Linked DNA regions of Gossypium arboreum: region 1 is linked to region 2. Evidence: chromatin contacts called from public Hi-C data. All regions are on one chromosome and are shown on one strand. The core of a region is the stretch at or near the end of the contact, and the rest is flanking DNA. Distances in the headings are between cores, read along the strand shown. Region 1 overlaps LOC108473500 (potassium channel SKOR-like). Region 2 holds the start of LOC108461600 (LRR repeats and ubiquitin-like domain-containing protein At2g30105).

Region 1 (3,072 bases), core at 196-2,695, 520 kb before region 2:
TAAAGTGAATCATCACCATAATAAAAAAAAAAAAAAGAATAAGAAAAAGAAACCAAAATATAATAAAAAGCAATTAAAGTTTCTATATTCACCAAAAATCTCCTAATTGAAATCAAACAAAGTTGAAAAACCTACCAACGGTTACCATGGTTACAACAGAAAAATAGAGAGATAATACATAACGCTTCCACAGATCAATCTCCCTGAAATTTGAATAACGATATTCACCCATCTGTAAACTTCCTATCCATGTGTAACCTTCCTTGGAAGGAGGAACTGTTGTAGCAAGATAGTAAAAGATGCAACCAGCAGCATGCGTGCAATAGTATTCAACCACAATAAGCTTAACAATCCTGATGAAAAGGTAATTGATCCGGATGTCTTTCTCCAACTTCTCGAAAAATTCTGTCACTCGTAGAGCCCGACTTAGCCTAATCCATAGCATGTATCTAACAGGCTCTTTTCGTCCACAAACCTTGTCACAGTAAAATGACTTCAGACCACTAATCATCATACTCATTCCTAAATATATGCTAAGGCTAAGTAGTTATAGTTGGGTCCTATGAGTGTGTTATACTACGATGTATCCAAAATATATATGTCCAAACTTTTTTAAAATTTTCATATATATGAAGAGTTGAATCTCTATACCCTTTTTCGTCATATATGTGGGTTAAAGAAGAAAATTGCTATCTATAATGGATATTGTAATTTGCCACCATACTTTTAGTTACATACCATTTTCTTTGATACTATTGGCAAATTTTCCACACTAGTTTTTTTTTTTATTTTTTATTTTGCAACTAAACTTCCAATTTTTTATTCAACTTTGTCACTCAAATTTTAGTTTTGATTACTTTTTTATTCAATGTTTATTTAACAAATTAGCAGTTGCATTTAGTAATATAATTCTTCATCATTATCATTTTTATCAATACTAGTCAAACATTTCTTTCTCCTCGATAATTGACATTAATGAAATGCAATGGTGGAAATAAACAAATATAACTTGTATAAGGAATTTGTTAACCGATTACTAGTTTGCCTTTGAAAAAGAAAAAAAGGAAGAAGAAATGGGTACCTTATAGATAGCATCCCAAGGCAAACATCCAAGGAAATCAACAATAAAACGAGATTTCAAGTACCTGAAAAGTGGAATGAAAGGAATGGGTAATATTTAAGAGTAAGAAGCAAAAAAGGAAGAGAGGGAAATGGAGATACCTGAGGGCGATGAGCCTGCGATCGTAAACCAAATGATGGGAGTGAGGGTGGCGATAGGCAAGGAAAAAGTGTACGACAATATCGAAGAGAAAGGCAAGTTGGCCAGCAATGTCTAAGAGGAAAAGGTTCTCTGGGAGTCCTCTGAAAAACCCGAACTCCAGGGGTGTGAAGAAGGAGGAGTATATTGCCCATAAGAGTATGAAGTGCGTCCACGCCACGTACCACCTGTGTCAGTCAGTTACTCGATGCGTCATCATCCTTCTCTCAGTCACTACATTGTTTTTCCTATTTCGTCTCTACATCATTTCAATCACTAGAAATGAATTATTCTCAACACCTAAATTGTAGGAAATACAAAACTAAAATTATCTGAGAAATAAAATAGGTTTAAATGGAAATTTTATTAATCAAATTTGATAGTGTTTATGCATATTTACTATTCTACTTTGACATTACATGTAAACTTATGTGAATGAATATTTTATTTACATTTTAATTTGTATTGGGCTGTTGTTCTGAATGATTAAAGAATAACGCAAACTTTTAGAATATTTTTATTTAGTTAACTGTATATAGAGGTATAAATGAATAAAATGTTTAATAAACTGTTCGTGAATAAATAGGTATGAACAAAATTTTTATATTCGTTTAATAAACGAATTAATACGAATAAAGGTGTATTCTGTTGGTTTATGTTCACGAACAAGCTCATTTAAAAACTCGTTTATAAGCTCGTGTATTGACTCGTCTATGATTTGTTTATTTATTACTGATATTTTCTTATAAAAATTTTATTAGTATATATTAATAAAATTATCTTAAAACTCGTTTATTGTTCCATTAGTATATATTAATAAAATTATTTGGTTTGTATTTTTTCATTTATAATATAATTATTAATATTTATATTTGACTATTTTATATCTAAACAATATGTGTGTATACGTATGTACGTATGTATTTATTGTTTATTTGTTTATTATTTATTAACATTATTCGTGAATATGTTCGATTAAGTTAAATGAATATGTTCATTTAATGTTCGTGAATATGTTGGATTAAGTTAAATGAACATGTTCGATTAAATTAAATGAATATGTTTGTTAACATTAAACAAACGAACATAAACACACATAATTTTAAATAAACGAACATGAACAAAAATTTGAACTTCTTAACGAACACAAACTGAACACGAACAAGCCTAAAAATAAACAAACGAACATGAACAGAGATTTGTTCATTCAAGCTCGGTTCATTTACAGCCCTAAATATATACACCGCAACATGTTCACAATTTCATTTTGGTCGCCCAACTTTTAGGTCGCTTCCATTTTGATCACCTAAAAAAATACTCTTTCTTGTTAAATATTGATTAAGGTAAAAAAAAAACTAAGGATTAAAGTGAAAAAGTGGTAGAAACTAATAATGCATTAAACAATTGTCAAATTGTACTTGTTTATCACATTGTCAAAATTTTATTTTTTTAATATTAAAATTTAATTTTCAAAACATCAAAATAAATTAAATAAATTGTTGAGAAGTTTTTATCACTTGATAATGTCAACCGATTTATTCTTGTAATATTGAAATTAATTAAATTAATCTCCTTCTAAATTTTAAAATTTTATTTTATGTTTCCATATTATTCTTATATAAATCAACTCGATAACTCATATTCAATAATTGTCTATAAAAATTAATTTTTATTATATAATCTTGGATCTTTCATACTAGGTTAAAGGAAAAGAAAAGTAAAAGAAAAGTCTTGCAATTAATTAAATTAATTGCTTGTTCTTCGTTGAGTAAAGAAGTGATGAAAAATTCTGAGTTTTTGTTTGGTATGAAAGA
Region 2 (3,095 bases), core at 73-2,572:
CCATCTTTATCATGCTATGAAAAAGTGTGAACATACATAAAGGAACCAAAAACAATAAAAATAGAATAATCTTCATTCTTCAAGAAACATTTTCAACATTAAGCACTAGCATGATTGAAGCAACCCAGCGGATTAATGGCCACCACTTATTTTAAAGTTAATTCCAGCTTCAAGTTGATTTTAAAACCTGAAATTGAAGCACAAACCAAACTTCATTTTTCTTCCTTTATAGATATTGATTTCTTTAACAAACAAGTGTGTGAATTAAGTTTTATATTTCCTCTATTCAGTTCCAAAATTAGTCCTCTTCAATCTCAGTGAAAATTAAAGCCAAAACTTAACAAATTCATTTTGGTTAAAAAGAATCTAACCCAAACTTCAAAATCTCAACTTATCACCTTACATGACACCTTCTAACTTTTTTTTTTTTTGGTTTTTTAATTATAAAATTTTAACCAAGACCCTGCCTTCTCCAAATTATTTGATAAAAAATATTAATTCAATTTTTTAATAAAATTTAAACAGGTTTATTAGCTTGAAATCATAGCGCCTAAGCCACGTCAATTTCCCTACAAGAAAACATCAATAAAGTACAACCTTGAAAGTTTTATCTTCAAACCACGTTCAAAAAATCAAAAGGTTAAAACTTTTAAAATTTGATACACAAAACCCAGATCCTATAATTCCAAAAAATCTAAACTTTGAAGTTAAAAAAAAAAGTAGTAATAAATCTTAAAAAAAAAAAGAAGATGAGGAAGATGATGATGATGAAGAAGAAGAAACTAACCTTCTTCAACTGATTTGGCTGCATCTTCTCTTCAACCCAAGATAAAGGAAACAACAAAAAGATCACTGCTTCCTTTTCTAGCTCTCCTTCAGTAAACAAAAAGAGACCAAGAAACAGGTCAAAATCTAAACATACCTTGTTAGGTCAAAATAGTGTTTCTTCCCCTTATTCCTGATAAGTAATTTATCATATCAGTAATTTTCTAAGCACCCGATAAGAAAATTAAAAAAAAATAGAAAGAAATGAAGCAGAATTGTCTTACCTGAGACAATAAGACTGAGAACGAAAAGGGATGGGGATTTTTGGGCTTCAAGTAAAGAGAAGTCTAGGAAAGAAAAGGGCCAGGGTTCAAAGAAAAGAATGAGAGAAAATAATTCGTGTGTGCAGCGCCGTTTCAAGTAAAAAAATTTGTGGCTTTTTTAAATAAACGCCACTATTACTTACATTTTGCGGTGCGCCGTATTCTCCATAAACTTCGTTATTGCTTTACTTATTATGGCATTTTTTAATTAGCGCGACTAATGATATCTATTTGCGGCGTTTTTGCTAAAAGCCTAATTTGCTGTATAACCTTCCTGCACTTTCACAAAAAATGGGTTGTCTCTTCTCTTATTTACTTTTTGGTGCACATTAGGGTCAATGTGCCATCTAAAGTGTGGGAGTAACATAGGAATTTTTAAAAAATTTTGTTATTATTTTCGTTTATTTTCAATAACTTTTAGCTGCATTTTTTTTTGTACGTTTATGCTTGAGCTTATAGAAATATAAGTGATTGGTTAGGAGCAGGCTATCTTGGGATGCTATTAAATTTAGTTTTGGAGTATTAGAGGTTAAATGTGAAATTTTAATAATTTCGATTTTAAAGACTAAATTGAACAAAGTATAGAAGTTTAAGGAAAATTTGTAAAATAAAATTTAAATGTCATGTGCATAGAAATGAGTTTGATAGTGCATTTGAATTGTTAAAGTGAATTTAATCATTATATAGATCAAGAATTGAACTGTATGAAGGATTATAGGGGAAGGGAAAATCGCCCTAAAAATATACTCGATAGTCGAATATACTAAGTAAGTTCACTATATAAATAAATAAATATACGTTTATACCTTGTTTTATTATGATTTGATTTAATTGTATTTGATCTTAGTTCTGATTATAAATTGAAATTATAAATTGTTGTAAATAAATACAAGAGAGAAAGTGAATATTTGATAGTGTTTAACATTTGAGAAATATGATTTTTTATTATTTTGGAATGATCTTAGTTGTTTGGAAACATGCATGTCACATCCCACATTTTATGATTATTGGCGCAAAAATGAGAACAAGGAAGTGGTATAGTGGTTTAATACTTCTTAGCTATCCTAGTGGTTTTAAGTTCAAATCCATTGTTCACACTTTTTCATTTCATTTTTCTAACATTTTTCCCTTGTTTTTATTAAGCTTGCCGCCCAACCCATAGCTTCCATGATTGGGAGGATTTCTTTCCTCCATTAAAGGTTAAACTTACCATAAGTTGAAGGGGGATGATCCCCTTTTCACTTGATGTCTCCCTCTCCTACCATTTCATCTCACCCTTTCCATAGTAGAAATTCATTGCACCTAGACCTAGTTGACCAACCTTTCCTCCCACTCTCCCACCTATCATTGTCGTCCCCTCCACCCTCTCTTCCATATTCTCTCTTTTTCTCTCCTTCCTCACCTATTTCTTTCTTTCTTTTTGCAACACCACCACCCTTTCCTCTTTTCCCTTTTGCTTCCTTCCTCAACCGCGACAGAACCCTCCACCGCTGATCACCACACCTCATGGCCACTGCGCCTCTTCCTCCTTCTCTTTCTCTTCCCCATCGCCACCCATCGCCGCCGTGACCAGTACTGCAAACCACCATAGTTTTCTTCTCACCGCCATTCCACTTTCTTTCATCGCAATATTTCACCTTTGTTTTGCCAAACCTTCACCGTTTCTTTTCCTACACCTTTCGTTGGGCCACCATCGCCGTCACCACTATCGGTAGTTGAATTTTTCTCTTTTTACACCTTTCGTTTCCACATTTCTTTGTCATTCTTTTATTTTGATTAATCTTATACCCTCTCACTTTAATAATTCTTTTAGATCACCCAATCTCTGATCTCGTGTCTATATCGATCCACCGTTCATCTCAAATTGCTCAAGTGTGTAAGTGTGGGTTATTTGATCATAAACTCCTCTTCTTAGTGATTTCCTCTCTTGATCGAATGGTATAGTGACCATAGTAATTATTCTTATTTAATTATTTATGTATTAATACTATCCTTTATGCTCTTTGA

What was found. A called contact is a pair of places that touch in the nucleus more often than the background predicts.
Region 1: a Hi-C map of leaf shows a contact between it and region 2, with 4 times the contacts expected there. The contact joins the enhancer-like site here to the promoter of LOC108461600 in region 2. A contact is called at or near these places in 2 of 5 Hi-C or Micro-C datasets (both in leaf).

The regions. Positions count from the first base shown.
Region 1 is chr3:70,612,209-70,615,280 of ASM2569848v2, reverse strand. It overlaps LOC108473500 (potassium channel SKOR-like), which reads right to left. Exons shown (of 13, transcript XM_017775094.2): 2 at 1,222-1,446; 3 at 1,082-1,145; 4 at 136-475. Among protein-coding and RNA genes, the nearest start is that of LOC108473500, 7.2 kb to the right of the region's middle. Within about 2 kb of position 1,445, at least 2 of the 2 cell types and tissues checked have an H3K27ac peak or open chromatin away from gene starts, as enhancers often do. A contact at or near this core is called in leaf, where this site is marked.
Region 2 is chr3:70,090,503-70,093,597 of ASM2569848v2, reverse strand. LOC108461600 (LRR repeats and ubiquitin-like domain-containing protein At2g30105) reads right to left here and starts at 1,322. Exons shown (of 7, transcript XR_001867792.2): 1 at 1,050-1,322; 2 at 788-873; 3 at 1-187.